Linked DNA regions of Sus scrofa: region 1 is linked to region 2. A link is a contact called in public HiChIP or PLAC-seq data. All regions are on one chromosome and are shown on one strand. The core of a region is the stretch at or near the end of the contact, and the rest is flanking DNA. Distances in the headings are between cores, read along the strand shown. Region 1 has its middle 24 kb from the start of TMEM217. Region 2 overlaps C7H6orf89 (bombesin receptor-activated protein C6orf89 homolog).

Evidence for each region. HiChIP or PLAC-seq counts read pairs in DNA pulled down with a chosen protein or histone mark.
Region 1: an H3K27ac HiChIP or PLAC-seq map of alveolar macrophages shows a contact between it and region 2. The contact joins two enhancer-like sites. A contact is called at or near these places in 9 of 47 Hi-C or Micro-C datasets (alveolar macrophages, blood, embryonic fibroblasts and 6 more) and 1 of 2 datasets of contacts at active chromatin or transcription factors (alveolar macrophages).

Annotation. Positions count from the first base shown.
Region 1 is chr7:32,811,692-32,818,852 of Sscrofa11.1, reverse strand. No RefSeq gene overlaps it. Among named protein-coding and RNA genes, the nearest start is that of TMEM217, 24 kb to the left of the region's middle. Within about 2 kb of position 3,997, at least 12 of the 83 cell types and tissues checked have an H3K27ac peak or open chromatin away from gene starts, as enhancers often do. A contact at or near this core is called in alveolar macrophages, where this site is marked.
Region 2 is chr7:32,566,639-32,573,904 of Sscrofa11.1, reverse strand. C7H6orf89 (bombesin receptor-activated protein C6orf89 homolog) reads right to left here. Exons shown (of 10, transcript XM_021098652.1): 6 at 5,571-5,725; 7 at 5,306-5,445; 8 at 2,955-3,084. Among named protein-coding and RNA genes, the nearest start is that of PPIL1, 22 kb to the right of the region's middle. Within about 2 kb of position 5,689, at least 5 of the 83 cell types and tissues checked have an H3K27ac peak or open chromatin away from gene starts, as enhancers often do. A contact at or near this core is called in alveolar macrophages, where this site is marked.

The sequences.
Region 1 (7,161 bases), core at 2,748-5,247, 250 kb before region 2:
TGTCCCTGGACTTCCAGCCCATGGCCTGTCCATATGGCATTCTTACCCACAGCTCTTCCACTTACATCTAGTGGATTGAGAGAAATTCATCTAGGCCTGCCTCTGTCATCATTTTTTTTCTTTTTCACAACCGCACCCATGGTATATGGAAGTTCCCAGGCTAGGGGCTGACTTGGAGCTACAGCTGCCAGTCTACACCCAGCCACTCAGGATCCTTAACTCCCTGAGCACGGCCAAGGATCAAACCCACATCCTCATGGATACTAGTCAGGTTCATCACCTGCGGAGCTGCAATGGGAACTCCTAGCTCCGTCATCTTCTCATGTGTCTCCATGACTTTTTTGTCCCCTGCAGCAGATACTCTGGCAAAACACCTACAAAATGAATGACAAAAAGTTCTCCTTCATGCTGGGCGTCTTCTCCCTCCTCAACACCATCCAGTTCCTCATCTTTGAAATGAATGAGGTTAGATCCATTGGCTACGAGGACCAGTTCAGCATCTACAAGGTGACAAACCTTAAGCTGGTCTCTTGGGTCCTGACCTACGAGAGTAGCATCAACATCTGCCTATCAACCATCACCATCGTGCTCAGCTCCGTGCTCCTTGGCTGCATCCACGTCAACAACTACGTGGGGCTGCTGTGCTATGCTGTGTGGATCATCACCTATGAGCTCCTCAGCTTCACCGTGGTCCTGCTCACCTACGGGGCCATCAAAGAGCAGTTCAAGGAGCTGGGTTACCTGCACTTGGTCTTCCAAATCTCCCGGATGCTCCTGCACTTTTGCTGCCTGCCCTTCCTCACCAAGCACATGTACACCCTTTACAAGAACCCCAGGATGCTAAGCAAGTTAGGCCATCGCAGACACTCCTCTGTCAGTACCGTTACCTCCTGGCCCCCTGTCAGGCTGGGAAACTTGTACCACAAGTTAAACTGAACCATGCCAGGAAGAAGGCAGAAAGAGGCCCAGTGCTCCCCAGCGGTGGCTCCCCCTTCCCTGACGGCCTTCTGTTGATTCTGCTTCCTTTTGGGGATTCTCAAGTTTGATGGCTCTTGCAGGGGAGGGAGGGTTGCATGGACCAATTATTGTGCATGCATGCGTTTGTGACTTCTTTTGGCATTTAATTATAGACTGCATTTGTGCTCATCTAACCATCTCATTGGTATGTGCTGTTATTTCACATGGTACCCCCTCTCTGCACATCCTTACACATTCCCCCCCCGCCTTTTTTGGTCTTTTGTCTCTTTAGGGCTGCACCTGTGGCATATGGAGGTTCCCAGGCTAGGGGTCGAATCCAAGCTACAGCTGCTAGCCTACACCACAGCCACAGCAACGCGGGATCCGAGCAGTATCTGCAACCTATACCACAGCTCACGGCAACGCTGGATCTTTAACCCACTGAGAGAGGTCAGGGATTGAACCCATGTCCTCATGGATGCTAGTCGGGTTCATTAACCTCCGAGTCACGATGGGAACTCCTCTTTTTTCCCTTTTTAAGGCCACACCTGCACCATAAGGAAGTTCCCAGGCTAGGGGTCGAATGGGAGCTGCAGCTGCCAGCCTATGCCACAGCCACACCAGATCTGAGCTGCAGCTGCAAACTACACCACAGCTTGCAGCGATGTCGGATCCTTAAGCGACTGAGCAAGGCCAGCGATTGATCCCGGATCCTCACAGAGACAACAGGTTGTTCACCTGCTGAGCCACAATGGGAACTCCTTTTTTTAATTTTATTTTTATTTTTTTGGCTGTGTCCGTGGCAAGCAGAAGTTCCTAGACCAGGAATTGAACCCAAACCACAGCAGTGACACACCAAATTCTTACCCTGCTGAGCCACCAAGGAACTCCAGCACAACTTTGGTTTATCTCTCTCTCTCTCTCTTTTTTTTTTTTTTTTTTTTTGTCTTTTTGCCATTTCTAGGGCCGTTCCCGCAGCATATGGAGGTTCCCAGGCTAGGGGTCTAATTGGAGCTGTAGCTGCCGGCCTGCACCAGGGCCACAGCAATGCGGGATCCAAGCCTTGTCTGCAACCTACACCACAGCTTGCAGCAATGCTGGATCGTTAACCCACTGAGCAAGGGCAGGGATTGAACCCGCAACCTCATGGTTCCTAGACGGATTCGTTAACCACTGAGCCACAATGGGAACTCCACAACTTTGGTTTCTAATTTTTCTCTTGTGGATCTCCCCAATGATGCCTAGTTCTGCTGAGTCCTTGATGAGCAGTGCTGTCCAACAGAAATTTCTGTGCTTAATGGAACTGTTTTACATCTATGCCGTCCACGAGCCACCTGTGGCTATTGAGTACTTGGGATGTGGCCATGACAATCCAGGAAACAAATTTTAAATTTAATTCCATTTGGAGTTCCCGTCATGGCACAGAGGGAAGTGAATCAGACTAGGAACCATGGGGTTGCCAGTTCCATCCCTGGCCTTGATCAATGGGTTGGGGATCTGGCGTTGCCATGGGCTGTGTGTGGGTTGCAGATGCAGCTCGGATCTGGTGTTGCGATGGCTCTGGCGGAGGCCAGCAGCAACAGCTCTGATTGGACCCCTATCCTGGGAACTTCCATATGCCACGGGTATAGCCCTAAAAAAAGACCAAAAAAAATTTAATTCCATTTTAATTATTTCCACTTCAAGAGCCTCAAGCAGCTGGCTTGTGGCTACCATACCAGAGGACGCAGTTCTCTGGAGACTCCTCTTACTCCTGTGTGTAACCATAGACCCCCTTTCCAGCTTCATGGATCACTTGGCTTCTCTCATAATGATCAGAAAGCAGTTCCTCATGTTGGCTCATAACATGGCAAGAATAATCGCCATTTGAGAGTTCCTGTTGTGGCTCAGTGATGAACCTGACTAGTATCCATGAGGACTCGGGCTCAATCCCTGTCCTCACTCAGTGGGTTAAGGATCTGGTGTTGCCATGAGCTGTAGGGTGGGCCAGCAGCTGTAGCTTCGATTTGACCCCTAGCCTAGGAACTTCTGTATGCCTTGGATGTGGCCCTAAAAAGACAATAAATAAATAAATGTTGGGTGTGAAGTCAGAGAAAACTGTTTGTTTTGACCATGCTCCTCCAAACCATGGGCATAATGATGACAGCCCACTTTTACTGAACACAGTGGGTGCCAGGTACTATTCTAACAATCCACCGAGTTCTCACTGCCTGGTGAGGCATAGATTTAGATCCAAGCCAGGTCCCAGAATGACCAGCAGATGGCAGTCTGCAACAAGCTTTGGCTTTGCACCGCCCTCTCAACCAGCTCCTCTAGGGGTGACTATTTAGGATTTAGGGCACCTCTAGCTGATGATGGAGAATTAATATCGTCTGTCTCTGTCCTAGTCTCACAAGGTATGATTTGGAACCAGAAAAAATAAATAAAACAGGCCAACTTCAGGGTTCGAATCCCCTTCCCAGCTGGGGTGGCCATGGACCTTCATGTAAGAAGAGGTGGAGGGAGAGCAGATTCTGAGAATCAGCTCAACTAGGAGTTCCCTGCCAGTTCCCTGGTGCTCAGGGGGTTAGGGATCCGGTGTTTTCACTGCAGCGGGTTGGGTCACTGCTGTGGAGGGGGTTTGATCCCTGCCTGGGAATTTCCACATGTTGGGGAAAAAAAAAAAAAAAAAAGTTACCAGCTGCCAGAAACCTCTTTTAAGGCAGCACCTGTGGCATATGGAAGCTCCTGGGCTAAGGGTTGAATCAGAGCTACAGCCACCAGCCTATACGACAGCCACAGCAACACAGGATCTGAGCCGAGTCTGTGACCTACACCACAGCTTGTGACAATGCCAGATCCTTAACCCACTGAGTGAGGCCAGGGATCAAGCCCGCATCCTTACGGATCCTACTTGGGTTTGTTAACGCTGAGCCACGAAGGGAACTCCTAGATCCTGCCACTTCTCATCACCTCCCCTGCCACCACCAATAGCAGCATCCTAATGGGTCTCCGGGACCCACCCCTATTCCCTCTGCAGTCACTTCTCCATCCAGCAGCTAGAGGGATCCTGGTGAAACCTTAGGCAGCTCAAGGCCCTCCTCTACTCTGCTGCGCATCCTCCCCAGGCCTTCACACCGCACTCAGAGGAAAAATCCCCAGTCCTCGCCGTGCCCTGCTGGCTGCTGAGTGATCCAGTGCATGTCACGCTCCAGTCTCCTTCCTAACCCCTTCGTCCTCCCTCCCTCTGCCCCAGTTGTGCTGGCCTCTGCAGTTCCTCTTACCCAGCACACTTCAGCCTCGGGGAGGCCTTTGCACTTGTCCCTTCAGCCTGGAAGGTTGCCACTCCAGGTGTCCACTGATTTCCGCTCATTTCTTTCAAGTGTCTGCTCACAAGCCCTGGCAGAGGTCTTCCCTCCCAACCTGTGGGAAGCAGCCCCTCCTCCCCCCTCTCTAAACCACTTACCCTGCTGGGTTTTTTCCCCTTAATATATATTTTCACCTGGCTTACTGCATATAGCAATCTCCCCCAAGATATAAGCACCTATTTTCTTTCTTTCTTTTTTTTTTTTTTTTTTTTTTTGGACAGCCATGCCTGTGACATATGGAATTCCCAGGCTAGGGGGTAGAATGAGAGCTGCAGCGGCCGGCATACAGGATCTAAACCACACCTGGACCACAGCTTGCAGCGATGCAGCATCCTTAACTCACTGAGCGAGGCCAGAAATCGAACCCGCATCCTCCCAGAGTCTATGTCAGGTTCTTAACCTGACCTGCTGAGCCACAACAGGAACTCCAAAGCACCATATTTTCTTCATTGCTATTTTCCCAGCACCTAGAACAACACCTGACACATAGTGGATGCTCCATAAATATTGGTGACATGAACAGACCGAGACCCTCAGCAGAATAGAAGGGCCCACCATTCCTTGTTTTCCAAGGGATGCTTATGGAGGATGAGCTGCTGAGGAGCAAATTCCTACCGCTCTTTTGGCCTCCTCTTCCTACTCCTTTTTTCTCTCCCTCACTTCTGGAGTCTCTGGTGAAGACTGTCGATAATTACAGATGGGAGAATACCCACAAAGGATGCAAGAATGTCACCTTCCTTGTCCCTTGCCTCCTTCCCTAATCTTTCCCGTGCATCAGCTACTGGCACTAGAAATACCGTCTCATCTCCCAGCACCACATCCCCAAGCCTAAAATAAGCCTTTCAAGCAAAGCAGGAGTCCCCGGGAAGAGCAATTCTCTGTGCGCTGTCACCCGCCCCCTGGCCTGCCCCGAGAAGATCTTTGGCCTTCCGTCCTCCCTTTCTTCACTAGGTTTGCTGAGTGTCTAGGTGTGTCAGGTCCTGAGCTAGGAACTGGGGGATACTCTGGAAAGTAAGACACAACCCCCATTCCAAGGGGCTCCCAAACTCATGAGGGAAGAGGGGGGTCCTTCAGGGCCATTTGCACCCAGGATGAGGTCCCGAGGGAAGGACTGGGGGCCACAGGAGGAGTCTTGAAGGTTGGAGCGTCAGGGAAGGCTTCCTGGAGGCAGAGCCCTTTAAGCTGAGTCCCAGAAGAAAGTGGGATTTAGCCCTGAGAAGGGAGGGGAGGAAATGGAAGGGTGGGGGCCTGAGTAGGTGCAGATACCCCTGGGACAGGAGAGCTGTATGCTCTTCTTTCATCATTTCCACCTTAGGGTGAAGGAAGGGGCTCTGGGCTGGGGACCGATGGTGTCAAGAGGAAGCAAGCGGGCTCGAACTTCCCCAGAGAAAAGAGGGTCTCCCCTTTTCCCACGGCCTCTGCAGGCTGCTCCCGGAAGGGGCTCACTCTTAAGCGTACAACCCCTGAATATTTCTGAGCATTTCTCTCACCTCACTGTTATCACCTGTACATCCCGTGTCCCACGGAGGACAGACTTCATTCCGTGTTGACGTCTCCCCACCGGTTTCAGGATGTGTAAATGTTTCCGTGCGTCTCACTTCTTTTTTTCCTCCCAGCCTTGGGTCTCCATTTCCCCTGCACTCTCCCCCCCCAGAAGTCCCCACAGCCACTGTCACTGTTCTTGGCTCTCTGACGCCCTCATTTTTCCTTTCTTTGGTCTCTTCTATCATCAGTCTCTATGTATAGACTGATGCTATGCTTTTCTTTTTCCAATCAAATTGCCCACCAAGCAAGTGGTAAACAAGGGCCTCTGAGACCGCCCCCATCCCCCGCCTCCACCCCCTTTCCCTACCCAAACCCCAACCCCCCACTCCTCCTCACCCTTGCCCCAATCAGGCTGCCCTGAAGACGGAGGCTGAGCTCCTGATTCTGCCGGCCGCTCCACGAAACCCTCCTCAGCTTCCCTCCCCTCCCCTCTGCTAGTAAAACAGATTTTTTTTTTACCATTTTAAACACGTACTTTTTTTTTTTTAAGAACAAAATAGTGATGGAGTTCCCTTCGTGGCTCAACAGAAACAAATCTGACCAGCATCCATGAGGACTCGGGTTTGATCCCAGGCCTCACTCAGTGGGCTAAGGATCCAGCACTGCTGTGAGCTGTGGTGTAGTTTGCAGACGCGGCTTGGATCCTGCATTGCTGTGGGTGTAGGCTGGCAGCTGCAACTCTGATTCAAACCCTAGCCTGGGGCCTTCCATATGCCGAGAGTGCAGCCCTAAAAAAACAAACAAAGGATAAAATAGTGATTTTCTTCCCTGAGAAACAGGTTTTACCAGTACCTTCTGATTGTATTGATTTTGTCTCAAAAACAAGGGATTTGCTTCAGGTGTGTTTGTGCGTGAGCTTGTGTCTGCACAGCTGTGTTTGTGAGTGTTTTTATTTGTGTGTGTTGTGTGTTTGCATGTTGGTATATATGTAAAAAGGCTGAGTTAAATAATCACAGTGGGGAGTTCCCGTCGTGGAGCAGTGGTTAACGAATCCGAATAGGAACCATGAGGTTGCGGGTTTGATCCCTGGCCTTGCTCAGTGGGTTAACAATCTGGCGTTGCCATGAGCTGTGGTGTAGGTCGCAAACGCGGCTCGGATCCCACGTTGCTGTGGCTCTGGCGTAGGCTGGCAGCTACAGCTCCGATTGGACCCCTAGCCTGGGAACCTCCATATGCCGCGGGAGCGGCCCAAGAAATGGTAAAAAGACAAAAAATTTTAAAAAATTAAAAAATTTAAAAAATTTTTAAAAATTAAAATAAAAATAAATAAATAATCACAGTGGGGGGGAGTTCCCATTGTAGCGCAGCAGAA
Region 2 (7,266 bases), core at 4,440-6,939:
TGGAATATTATTTCTTAGTGTCAGGACTTTGATGAGAACTAAACAGCAGCATGTTCAAGTTTACACTTTTTTGGCAAGACCCAGGTAAGCAGAAACATCATGCTGCGGATTAAAAACTAATGGCAGGGGAATGGCCTGGTGTCCTAGTGGGTTAAGTATCTGGGTTGTCACTGCAGTAGCCCTGGGTCACTGCTATGGTGGGGGTTTAAGCCCTGGCCCAGGAACTTCCACATGCCTTAGGTATGGCCAAAAGAAAAAAAAAATTGACAGGAGTTCTCTGGTGGCCTCATGGTTAAGGATTGGGCATTGTCACTGCAGTGGCCCCAGGTCACAGCTGTTGCATGGGTTTGATCCCTGGCTGGGAAATTCCACAGGCTATGGCTGTAGCCAAAAAAAAAAAAAAAAAAAAAAAAAAAAGCCAAAACTAGTGAAAGTAAGATCAGCCTCTGATTTTGAAAACTAAGGAGATGAGGGCATCCTACTGCTGCCAACAGGCATCAGGTGGAACCTGCTGTGTGCCAGGGAGGTATATACCTGGGGGCTGAGAAAAGCAGGGAGCAAAGAGAAAGGGAAGGGCTGGCCTTGCTCAGGCTTCCCATCCCACCTAGACAGAGAGAGAACACTCCTAAGGCCTCCCTTTCCCTCCCCTCTTCCCCCTCCTCCTCACCCGTGGCCTATAGGAAAACCCATTACATGCCCTTACAAAGCAGAGATCACAAGTCTGACTCCCTGGGCCATGTCCTGGTTTCTTCTTCACCACATGGGGCCTCCAGAGCCTTGGCGTTTGGCCCCACGCTCTCCCGCCCCCTAACCCTGGTCTCTCCCACAGGTCCTGGCCATGACTCTGTGTCCATGGAAATCCTAGAGCCATTTCAATTTCTGTGTGTAGTGACAGAAGGAGGACTAGTGTCTTTTATTTTTTGGCTGCACCCACAGCATGTAGAAGTTTCTGGCCAGGGATCAAACCCGAGCCACGGAAGTGACAATGCTGGATCCTTAACCCACTAAGCCACTGGGAAACTCCAGGACTAGTGTCTTGAGCTGGCCTGTGACTGACAGGAACTAACAACAGCAGAAGCTCTGATATCGCCAGTCTTGAAAAAAATCCCAGGAGACCAAAAGTAAGTGGATGCACCTCTGCTTCGTGTAGGCCGGGGCGGGGGTGGGGCCATGTGCCTCCACATTCAGGAAGAGGAGAAACAAGAAGCAGGGGCAGCCCTAGGCAACACTGTGGAGTGGGAAAAGTGGGTCTTGGGGCTCCTCACCTCTTCCCCCTCTTTTTTTTTTTTTTTTTGTCTTTTTAGGGCCATACCTGTGGCATATGGAAGTTCCCAGGCTAGGGGTCAAATCAGAGCTGTAGGTGCCAGCCTACACCACAGCCACAGCAACATGGGGCCCAAGCCACGTCTGTGACCTACACCACAGCTCACGGCAACGCCGGATCCTTAACACACTGAGAGAGGCCAGGGATTGAACCCAAATCCTCATGGATACTGGTTGTGTTTGTTACCGCTGAGCCACAACAGGAACTCCCCCCCAGGGCCTCATAACAGTCACATCCCCTTGGCCTCTTGGATCCTGGGTCCACAGACGTGTGGCTTTACCAGGGTCCAGGGCCCAGTGATGCGGATCCAGGGCGGAGTGACAAGGCTGTGGAGAAGGCGGGGGCGGGGGGGGGGGGGTGCCTTGAGCCAGGGTGGGGAACAGATGCTCTAAGAAACCAGACTCCCAGGATTTTTGCCTATTTGGGCCACTCCCCTTCCCGAAACATCCTCGAGAACCACAACAAGATGTCTTTCTTAGGCGTCTGTGTAACTTTGTATTTACCCCTTTGGCTGGGCGCCATGGTGTCCCTGTTAAGTAGAGTGGTGAAATTAAGATTCAAGTAGGAAAACCCAAGATAAAGGCCCTCGCCCAGAATTATATCATAATTATGAGTATGAAATCATATTAGGGCCCTGAGTTCTAGCTGAAGAAAGCAGGATAAACTTCTTTAAAATCCAAGGCAAGAGCCCAGCACCTCCACCCTACAGCTGGCAGACAGAAGTTCTTACTTCTAGACAAAATGAGTGTTTTTAAAGGCTCTGAAATTCCTTTAACGCGATTCAGCAAAATTGGGGCCAAACAATAGTGTCAGGAGGTTGAAGACACAATCCAGAGTTGGTAGGTGGCCACAGTGCAGCAAATTTAATTTTTTGACAGAGGAAAATTCATCCTTTTAATTTTTCCAAACCAATTCAGGCTCAAAAACCTTCCCCAGGAATGACACTCAACATGGAGCAATTAAGGGAAAGGTAAACAGACACAAACACAGAACAGCTCTGCCTAGTCTGCTGGCCCCAGAGATGTAACCATGGGCTCTGGGGACTCGGCCACGGACTGAGGTAAGGAGCACTGCCGCCCGCACTGGGCCGCCTGCTCAGCACGTGCCTATCTTCCCTTTGTTCCCAAACCTCTCTGTGCTCCCGAGCTTTCCGCGTCCCCAGTTCTTGTCTGCACTTTCTCTTGTGTTTATTTTGGGGGAAAGCCAACCTAGGGGTGGAAGGTGAGGAGGGTTTTCTTGTTAACTTGCTGTGTCCTTGGGTGAGTCATCATTTAATCTCTCTGGGGCTCAGCTTCCTTATCTACAAAATGAGTAGGTTGGACTATGCAGTTACATACTATTCATTTATATACATCAGCCTGCTTGCTACCTTGGGGCAGCGAAGACCGACCAACGGCTCAGGACCCTTCAAAGTTTAGGATTCTGTTTCCTTTAATGTAGACAAGCAGCTTGCCCTCAGGTGGGAAGGGCAGGAGACAGACCGGCCAGGTAACTAGACGTTCCGTAGGCACCCCTTCGGTAACGAGGTTTCACCCTCCAAGTTGACATGCAGGGAAGGCTCTGACTAGGACATCAGCCCAGGTCCCCAGTGAGAAACGTTCTTGCCCCACGTCCTCTCAAAATTTCCTACCTTACTCCCCGCAATAGGTTCCGGTTGAAGAAGGAAGCACTTTTTCAAGGAGGCGTCTTTTGGAAACGGCAGGAAGGTGAAGACAGGAAAAAGCTCACGTAAAATGTGTGATCTGTTCAGAGGTCTTCTCCTGTGAAACGTGTGAGAGAAAAAAAGTAAGTGAACTGGGCAAACCAGCCTAACTCGGTGACGAACAGAGAGCACGGCCAGGGTGGGAAAGCTGTGGGCGGTGGGTGAAGAGGGGTAAAATGTCAGGACAATATTTGAAGAATTTGGTCCATGAAGAACAGTCATGCCAAACCAATGAACCGTGACTTGTACACACACACAAATGCTACAGCCGCAATTTGTCCATGTGGGTGGGGTGTTTATAAAATCCAGCTAAAACAACATATAGAGGAAGAAAAGAAACACTCCATTCATCCCATCTGGGAAAAGCGTCTGAAGTAACAGCAAGGAGGCAAGAAAAGAGAAGAGGGAAGAGGAAGGGCCAAAAATCGTGAACCTTTTGAGGTGAAGCAGCACGAAGTGGGAAGCCGGATATGCTTGTTAAACTGAGTATTTGATTATGCAACAAAGGGCAAATTTAAAGAAAGGCAGAGGCAGAGAAATTACACAACAAAAAGCCTGAAAAGGCAATTTTAATTCTCTTTGGAATGTTCTAGAAGGAAACTGGCTTGCCTTTGTTTCTAGAAAGCAACTTTCACCCCAAGAACTAAATGGACCATGTCTTCTATGGGACACAGGAAGGAAGAGGGGGATAGCCTGGAGTTTCAATCCTGGCTGGGTGACTTTAAGCAAAGTACTTAACCTTCCTGGGGAGTTCCCATTGTGGCGCAGTGGTTAACAAATCCGACTAGGAACCATGTGATTGTGGGTTCGATCCCGGGCTTTGCTCAGTGGGTTAAGGATCCAGCATTGCCGTGAGCTGTGGTGTAGGTCACAGACATGGCTCAGATCTGGCATTGCTGTGGCTGTGGTGTAGGCCGGTGGCTACAGCTCTGATTAGACCCCTAGCCTGGGAACCTCCACATGCCGCAAGTGCGGCCCTAGAAAAGACCAAAAAAAAAGCACTTAACCTTCTGATTCCCACACTTTTTTTTTTTTTTTTTTTTTTGCTTTTTAGGACCACACCTACGGCATATGGAGGTCCCCAGACTAGGGGTCCAATCAGAGCTACAGCTGCTGGCCTACACTATAGCCACAGCAACACAGGATCCAATCCACATCTGCAACCTATACCACAACTCGTGGCAACGCAAGATCCTTAACCCACTGAGCGAGGCCAGGGATCGAACCCACAACCTCATAGTTCCTAGTCGGATTCGTTTCCGCTGCCCCATAAGGGGAATTCCTCTCACCCTTTTCTGATCCAAAAATGATAATTCCTATTTCCCAGTGCTATTATGTGTATCACTAATGAGTAACAGACACTAAGCACCAAGGCACGCTGTCTGGCACAAACAAGTGCCAAGAAATAAGTTTCCTTTCTATTCTTTTTCCCCCTTTTTGGGCATGCCCACAACATGTAAAAGATCTTGGGCCAGGGATAGAACCTGTGCCACAGCAGTGGCAATGGTGAATCCTTAACCGCTAGGCCACCAGGGAACGTCTCCCTTCTATTCTTCGTGCTCTCTCTATGGTCCTCAACCTCCAGGACTCATTCAACATAAACAAAATGCTAAACACCTACTCAGAAGTAAATTACGAATCTACTAGGCAATCTGGGTGTCTGCCCACAGTGGCTCCCCCTTTGACTTATCTCCCTTAGTTGGTTTTTCAACAGCATGTGCCTGAATTATCAATCATTTGACCTGGGGGTATGTGTGTGTGGTGCAGTGTGGTGTGATGTGTGTGTGGTATGGTGTGTGTGTGTGTGTGTGTGTGTGTGTGTGTGTGTTTGTGTGGCCACCCTGTGGCATTATCAATCATTTGACCTGGGGGTATGTGTGTGTGGTGCAGTGTGGTGTGATGTGTGTGTGGTATGGTGTGTGTGTGTGTGTGTGTGTGTGTGTGTGTGTGTGTGTGTGTGTGTGTGTGTGTGTGTTTGTGTGGCCACCCTGTGGCATATAGAAATTCCCGGGCCACAGATCAGATTTGAGCCACAGCTGTGACCTACACCACAGCTGTGCCATTGTCAGATCCTTAACCCTCTGTGCCAGGTTGGGGATCAAACCTGCAGTCCAGTGCTCCAGAGACACAGTCGAGCCCATTGCGCCACAGTGGGAACTCCTCGAAGGGCGTGTGTAAAGCACGCGCATGCAGTGTGGGCACAGCAGTAGGTGGTACCAGTCTGACAGCTGGTCCGCCCTCTTTCTACCCACATGCAGACTGAGCCCCTTTACACTTACCAGGGATAAGGAAATGGGAACCACCGGTGAGGAAAGCAGCGCCACCACTTGGCGAAAAACTCTTCGGTGAAGCCTTCTGTCACCTCAGGGTACTGGCACAAAAACTGCTGAAGCTCCTCAGATGACAGGGGCTGTCCGGTCTTGGCAGGGCAGAAAACAAAAGTGCAACAAAACCATGTGGAGTTACTCATCAGGAATGTCACAGAGCTTGCTGTTTTCTAGCCACCCACTGATCAGTGGGAGACTCTGCTCACTTCTTGCTCACCTTGATCACCAGAGGATGGAGTCTCTCAAACTTCACTGGGGTGTCTTCCAGGAGCATTACTTTTAGGGGCAACTTCTGGGTGCAGCCGGTGCAGTTGGCAGGGATGGGGTCTGACTCATTCTGCTCACAGTCATTTGTCCACCAGGGGTCAAAGTCTGAGAGAGGAAGAAGGGATGTGGAGGAAGCAGAGGCAGCAGGTAAACCAGTATCCAAAGCAATGGAATCAGAGAGCTATAAGAATAATTTAAAAAGCTAACAGTGGGAGTTCCCGTCGTGGCGCAGTGGTTAACGAATCTGACTAGGAACCATGAGGTTGCGGGTTCGATCCCTGCCCTTGCTCAGTGGGTTAACGATCCGGCGTTGCGGTGAGCTGTGGTGTAGGTTGCAGACGCGGCTCGGATCCCGAGTTGCTGTGGCTCTGGAATGGGCTGGCAGCTACAGCTCCGATTAGACCCCTAGCCTGGGAGACTCCATATGCCGCAGGAGCGGCCCAAGAAATAGCAAAAAGACAAAAAAAAAAAAAAAAAAAAAAGCTAACAGTGATAAGCACTGGCAACCTCTGAAAAGGTAACTATGAAATAAGGTAGCCCCAGAGCAGGAAACAGAGCACTTAGGGGACAGAGGTGGAAAGGAGAGGTACTCCTCTCTGTATACCCTTTTGGATTTTATGGAAAAACAAACAAACAAACAAAAAAATATATATATATATATTTTTGGCCACACCCATGGCATGGGGAAGTTCCTGGGCCAGGAATCGCACCCTGCCACAGCAGTGACAACACAAGATCCTTAACCCACTGTGCCACCAGGGAACTCTCCAGAAAATATTTTTAAACATGTACAAGTATCCCCTAAGTCAAGTCAACAACTGAAGTTGAACCGTTTGAGAAGCTATGTTCAGCGACATGAGGTTGGACATGCCATTTTCTAACCTGTGACCCAGAGGGCTGAACAGTGGGGGAGGGGCAGGTAGAAAGGATGGTCCCACCATCAGTGATGAGTCCCTCTGCGTCCATGTCTTCTCCAACACCCCAAACCCTTGGCTCACAAGTATAAGTGGAGGCCAGGATGGCTCTGGGAAGGAAGAGTGAGAACAGGGCACAGAAAGAAGGAATGGAGCAGAGATAAGACTTTTCAGGGGCCCATCTTTTTTTTTTTCTTTTTAGGGCTGCACTTGTGGCATATGGAGGTTCCCAGGCTAGGGGTCAAATCGGAGCTGTAGCCACTGGCCTATGCCACAGCCACAGCAATGCCAGATCCAAGCTGCTTCTGTGACCTACACCAGAGCCTACAGCAACACTGGATCCTTAACCCACTGAGGGAGGTCAGGGATCGAACTTGCGTCCTGTGGATCCTAGTTAGGTTCGTTTCCACTATGCCACAAAAGGAGGTCTTGTCTTTTTTTTTTTGGTCTTTTTATTTATTTATTTATTTTTGTCTTCTTAGGGCCACATGTGGAAGTTCCCAGGCTAGTGGTCGAATTGGAGCTGCAGCTACCAGCCTACAGCACAGCCACAGCAATGCCAGATCCAAGCCGTGTCTGCAACCCACAGTACAGCTAGCGGCAATGCTGGATCTTTCACCCACTGAGTGAGTCCAGGGATCGAACCCACATCGTCACGGATACTACTTGAGTTTGGAACCTGCTGAGCCACAAAGGAAACTCCCAGGGGCCTGTCTTCAGAGTAAAGTGAAT